Regions from separate parts of the Triticum aestivum genome. Here region 1 is linked to region 2. A link is a contact called in public Hi-C data. All regions are on one chromosome and are shown on one strand. Each heading gives the region's core, a stretch centred on a gene start, on an enhancer-like site or on the middle of the called end of the contact. The rest is flanking DNA. Distances are from core to core; before and after follow the strand shown.

Region 1 (2,905 bases), core at 141-2,640, 120 kb before region 2:
GCCTTGGACCTTGCCGCCGCCGGCCCGGTCCTCGCTGCCGCCGGTCCGGATTCCCAGTGCAGCCCATCTCAAACCGCGGCGGCAGATTCTCGGCACACAACTCTTTCTAGAATCTTAAACTGTAATCTCAAAAATGAACTCGACGGCATATTCTGGGAGCATTTTGCAGAATTTTGATTCTGCGGAATTCTGCGCGAAAAGAACTGGGCCTTAATTGCACTACACAAACACGCTTGGGTAGGTAGACATACAACAGTATGTTATTGTGAATTTACTATTACTTTTTTTTTTTTTTGAACAAGGGCAGGGTCCAAAAGGACCCCAGACTTTATTTGATATTACAATACCGTAGTACAAGCCAGAACAACAGGACACACAACAAACTGAAAATTACAAAGCAGTCCCTGAAATATGCAGAAAGGACCCCAAAGATCTGAAGAGGAACGCAATCAGGTCCAAGCCACTCCCGATCGACTCCAAACTCGCCGGCTCCGGGGACATCACCACTTGGTCCGACGAGTTCTTCACCGCAGCAAGCCATGAACATCGATCTAGAGTAGCACTGCCTCCCATATAGCTTCAAGGCTAGGAGGAAGAGGTTTGGCCGCCCTTCGGCCAGAGGATTCGGTGGCGCGGCGGCGCTGCAAGCCGGCTGTCCGCCGGGAGCGCCAAAGCTCAAGCACCATCGATGATTTGCTCTGGAACCGGTCGCAAGAACAGTCTTCATACCAGTCCCTGTCGACTTGACCACCACCATGGTGACTGCCGTCGGCGAGAGCAAGCGAAGGGGATTCCTGCATACCAGGGGAGACATCGAGCTTATTTCCGAGGATTCCAGCGCGCCTGCTTCCAGCAGCAGCGAGCCAACCGCCACCACCAACAAGAGCATCGCCAGGAACCACCGAACGCGGCTCGGGCGCGCCGACAGCAAAATCCTCATCGGCATGACGCCAATCTCCGGCACTAGGCCAAACTCCTCTAAGGAAAAACTAGAACTACACCTACTAGATACTATAGAGCACCGCGCACCTCCCCCATCACCTCTCCAACCGGCGTCGCCGGCGGCGAAGATCCGGGATCGGGCCGGGCCTGAGCTGCTTTTGTTTTCGCCTCTCCCAAACAGTACCGAGGAAAGGAGAAGGAACGAGAATTATTCGAATTTACTATTACTTATATTGGTTAACGGACAGCAGAAAAAAATAACTAATTAATCAAGTAGCTCTGTTGTAGTACTAATTCTGAACTAGCTAGCTAGCTACCATAGCCAGAATATTAATCAAATACTAGTGCTAAGGCAGAGTGAGACAAGACAGGAGATTGCCAAGAATCCTCTCTGGCCACTAGCTACAGCTTAACTACTAATTAGCAACAAAAAATTATGTTGGGCTGGCAGGCAGGTTTATTATACCAACATCCAAGCAACTAGGAGGAGGAAGACGACCAACCTAGACCAGCCTATATATACGCACCGCACCTTAGCTACCTTTTGCTTCCCTCCCCTTCCGCCCACCTAGATTCTACCTGCATAGCTAGTACGTGCGCGCAGCTGCCGGCAAAGTCAAGGCGATCGATGGATAGAGATCCCATGGAGGCGCCGACGTCTACGACGGCTGCGCTGGTTATGCCAAAGACAGCGCCGGCGAGCGACAAGAAGCTGCCGTCGCGGTTCAGGCGGGTCTGCGTGTTCTGTGGGAGCAGCGCAGGGAGGAAGGCGGCGTACCAGGCGGCAGCGGTGCAGCTCGGGCAGCAGCTGGTAGAGCGCGGCATCGACCTCGTGTACGGCGGAGGCAGCGTGGGTCTCATGGGCCTGGTGTCCCGCGCCGTGCACGGCGGCGGCGGGCGCGTCACGGGCGTGGTGCCCCGGTCGGTTCTGCCGCGGGAGCTGATCGGCGAGACGCCCGGCGGGGAGGAGGTGAAGGCGGTGTCCGGCATGCACCAGCGCAAGGCTGAGATGGCCCGCCGCGCCGACGCCTTCGTGGCGCTCCCTGGCGGCCACGGCACGCTGGAGGAGCTGCTGGAGGTCATCACCTGGGCGCAGCTCGGCATCCACGACAAGCCGGTTAGTGGCCTCACACCTCACCCTATGAACTCGCAAAGAACATAATTTTCTCTATAGTTTTGTGCAAATTTGTGATATTTTTGTTGGATTTTGTGATGAGTTTGATCGAGGTGAATGAATTTTGTTGAACTGCAGGTGGGATTGTTGAACGTGGACGGGTACTACGACTCGCTGCTGGCGTTCATCGACAGGGCGGTGGAGGAGGGGTTCGTGGCGCCGGCGGCGCGGAAGATCATCGTGGCGGCGCCCACGCCCGGTGAGCTGCTCGCCGCGCTGGAGGAGTACGTGCCGGCACACCACGACGCCTCCTCCGTCAAGCTCAGCTGGGAGTCGTCCGTGGACACCAGGACCTGCTCACCATCCAAGCCAGACATCTCACGCTAGCTAGCTAGCCTTGCCTTGTAAACTACACAATTAAGATTGACATACATTTATATACTACATCAGATGATATATTCATCCAACAAACCGTACGCGTATTCATACTGATATCATGAACTTTTTGTGGACATAGACTACTTAGTATATTGATCAATTGATGATTACTCTGTGACTTGTATATGAATGCGTGTGTTCTTGCCTGCTTTGGCTTTTGCTAGTACAGTATGTGGTATCTTTTGTTGCCATTTCTGGGGATAGATGCTGATTTCCAATTGGGGGTTCTTGGCAACCACACACGTACGTATGTACTCCCTCCGTCCCATAATATAATAATATAAAAGCGTTTTTTATATTAGTGTAGTATAAAAAACGTTCTTATATTGTGGAACGGAGGGAGTACAACACATTATGTGTTGCATGAATGATTGCATTGCAGAAAGATAGGATCGATGATGGACGTGGCCA
Region 2 (2,916 bases), core at 2-2,501:
CATGTCAGCAATTGTGAGGGGTCACTCTTGTTATCATAATCTTCGGGGATAATCTTCACTGCTACGCAGGGGAATTATCTTTGGCGTTTGAATGAAAACTCCTCTTGATTCCAGGGACCTGTTACTCTGTGTGCACTAACAAACACATAAGTCCCACATTGTTTTATGTCAACAAACTCCAAAACATAAGGGGTCAATCGTTACACCAGCAGGTTGATTAGTGGAAACGGAGATATTTCCACCCGTGAAATTGCATGGGTTGAAGGAATCGGCCACAAGTGAGAACATGCATTTTTGCGCCAAAAAAAAAGTTAGAACATGCATTGATGGATGGGTGGATCCATATACTTTAATCGGGTGTAGGTGCAATTTCCTGGGACGCATGGCCGCATGGGAACATGAATATACTCGGATCGTCGAGATGCATCTTTATTATTGAGATCAAGTCGAGAGAGCGGGTAGCTCCCTGAAATGGACGTGCAGAACTTGAGATGGCCAACTTGCCTTACTACTATTTAATAACCGCGCTAAGGACTAGGTGGACAGTGGTATTACAATCCATCAGAGTTCAAATTCTGGTGCTCGCATTATTTCTAGATTTATTTCAGGATTTTCGGCGATGTGTTTTCAGTGAGAGGTGATGTTTCCGTCGACGACGAGGCGCCTACGGTGACTTCCTAAATCTTAAGATGATATGCCGGTTCAGTCTCTCGAAGATGCACATAGGAGTAGGATATATGTGTGTGCGTTCATAGGGATGAGTATATGCGCGTGTATATAAGCGCTTGTGTCTGTACTTATGCTAAAAAAAAATACTGTAGAATACAGTACAGCCTGCTGGAGCAATAGCAGAGCACCACGTGCGTGCGTTTGCTGTGACGGATCTCATCACTACGCATAGATTTTATCTTATATACTACTGTATGATTTACTATTTACTGACGTGTTTTTATGTGAATGTACTAATACTGAATGTGTGTAACCTATATATGCAAAGTCCGGACGCGTCCTCATTTTGTTTGCATCCTTTTCATGCTTCAGTTTGAGCCAACAAAATGAACCATTATTGAGGAGGAAAAAGCTATATCAGACCTGTCTGGGCCGTCTGATTTGTCCGTTTTATCTTAAACGGACGCGCGCGAATAGGATGGGGTCGTGCAGTGGAGTTGGCCTTACCTACTAGAAAGAGAGATGGCCTCTTGTCCAGCAACGGGCGTAGCAAAGCCGCTCACAGCAACTGCACCGCTGCTTTATGGTGAATGGGACTTTCCCCACACTACGCAGATGATAGATAGATACATGTGTGGGGTCTGGACTAGTCCACATAAAGACCAACAAACCGAGGAAAGAGAGATGTTTGCTTTGCTCGTGAAAATTGAGTCTTTGGACCGAGAGAGACTGCACACCACCCCTTCCGTCCGTCAGCACAGCACCGCACCACCTACAAACTAATCAACATTCACGTGGATAGCAAAACTCACTACCACATCAAATATTTACTTGCATCGCTCGCCGCCAAGCAGTTGCATGTAAGTTGATGCAATATATGGTAATTCCATAATTTATTTAGATCAAAAACAAAACTCAATAATTTGTAACAACTCAAACTAAGAAACTTGATGATTTCACATAAACAAGATGCAAAACAGATAAGATGCAACCCAAGAAAGCTCACAAAATTCAGAAGAAACATATTTCACATAAACAAGCACTAGGAGGATTATCAGCTTTCCTACCAGCTCAGCCCGGACCAAATTCAGTCACTTGATACATCATCACCATCATAATACAGTCATCAAATCTATAGACTAAACTAACAATTAAGGATCAACATCCATACTATATCATGCTCAGCACACGCACAAAATGTTTCACCGAGCACTAAAACACATCCATCTAGCCAACCAAACAGCCCGCAAGGCTCACCCGAGCACCTCTTGCGGCAAAATTCTCCCCTATCATCAACTAGCAGCACAAATCTTGGAATCGCCAAACCGGAAATAAAATTACAGCAGGCATCACCCTCCTTTCACCACCACCACCACCCTGGAAGAAAACTCAGGCTCCGGGACATGGAGGCCTCTGGAGGCCTAATCGACCATCAAACTGGATTAGCAATGCAGTGCACAATCACAGAGCACTATGAGTCTACCATCTCATCTTGCAATTCGCTTGGGGCAATCAGCCCTGGGATGGCAAGCATCCGTTGCCTTTCCTTTTCTCTTTGTACCGCAGCCTCTTCCGCATACAGATCCTTGTTATCCTAAATAAGCCAGCCACAGTTAAACCATCAGAAGAGGAGCTTGCACAAAGAACTTGTTACCAAAGCAGTATAGGATTGTCATCAACCTTATGATGGCATAACGAAATTTACCTGGGCTGAGAACTCCTTTGATTGCACCAGGAAGTCCCTAATATGGTTTTTGAAGCTTGGGAGGTCATGTCTCGAACCAAGGAGCCCATCAACAAACTTGGTCACCTGCGCAAGAAAATTTGCCAGGTTCATAATGGCACCAAGTCAATGACAGTATAGCTCTATATTAGGATGATCATACCTCAGCTGCCGTCATGTTAGGAAATGATGCTCCAAGAAGTTTGATTGTGTAGTCCCGTACAAACATGGCATTAGATGGATATGATGCCGTGGATGCATCCCATAGAGGTTCAGTTAGGCCATCAACCTACATATTATCAAACCTAATCAAGCAGACGCACACATACAAACACTAGATGTCATGATATTAATCATGCACAAGAAACATACCACACAAAACAAGTGTTGTAGCACCAAAACATGAAGTTTGAAGCCAGGCTTATGAAATGAATCTGTGAGAACTGCAAAAATCTCCTGCTCTATAGTCAAAAAATATGTTTTGTAGAACTGATTCGTGAATTCTGAAGCCTGCAAGGCAGCCG

What was found. A called contact is a pair of places that touch in the nucleus more often than the background predicts.
Region 1: a contact with region 2 is called in a Hi-C map of leaf, with 3 times the contacts expected there. The contact joins the promoter of LOC123087480 here to the enhancer-like site in region 2. A contact is called at or near these places in 4 of 5 Hi-C or Micro-C datasets (leaf and an unstated tissue).

The regions. Positions count from the first base shown.
Region 1 is chr4A:606,072,999-606,075,903 of IWGSC CS RefSeq v2.1, reverse strand. It overlaps LOC123087480 (probable cytokinin riboside 5'-monophosphate phosphoribohydrolase LOGL5), which reads left to right and starts at 1,390. Exons shown (of 2, transcript XM_044509496.1): 1 at 1,390-2,059; 2 at 2,195-2,685. The coding sequence starts at 1,571. The coding sequence ends at 2,443.
Region 2 is chr4A:605,953,401-605,956,316 of IWGSC CS RefSeq v2.1, reverse strand. It overlaps LOC123087479 (protein EXPORTIN 1A), which reads right to left. Exons shown (of 31, transcript XM_044509495.1): 28 at 2,765-2,902; 29 at 2,556-2,681; 30 at 2,375-2,479; 31 at 1,680-2,263. The coding sequence ends at 2,141. Among protein-coding and RNA genes, the nearest start is that of LOC123087479, 10 kb to the right of the region's middle. Within about 2 kb of position 1,251, at least 6 of the 8 cell types and tissues checked have an H3K27ac peak or open chromatin away from gene starts, as enhancers often do. A contact at or near this core is called in leaf, where this site is marked.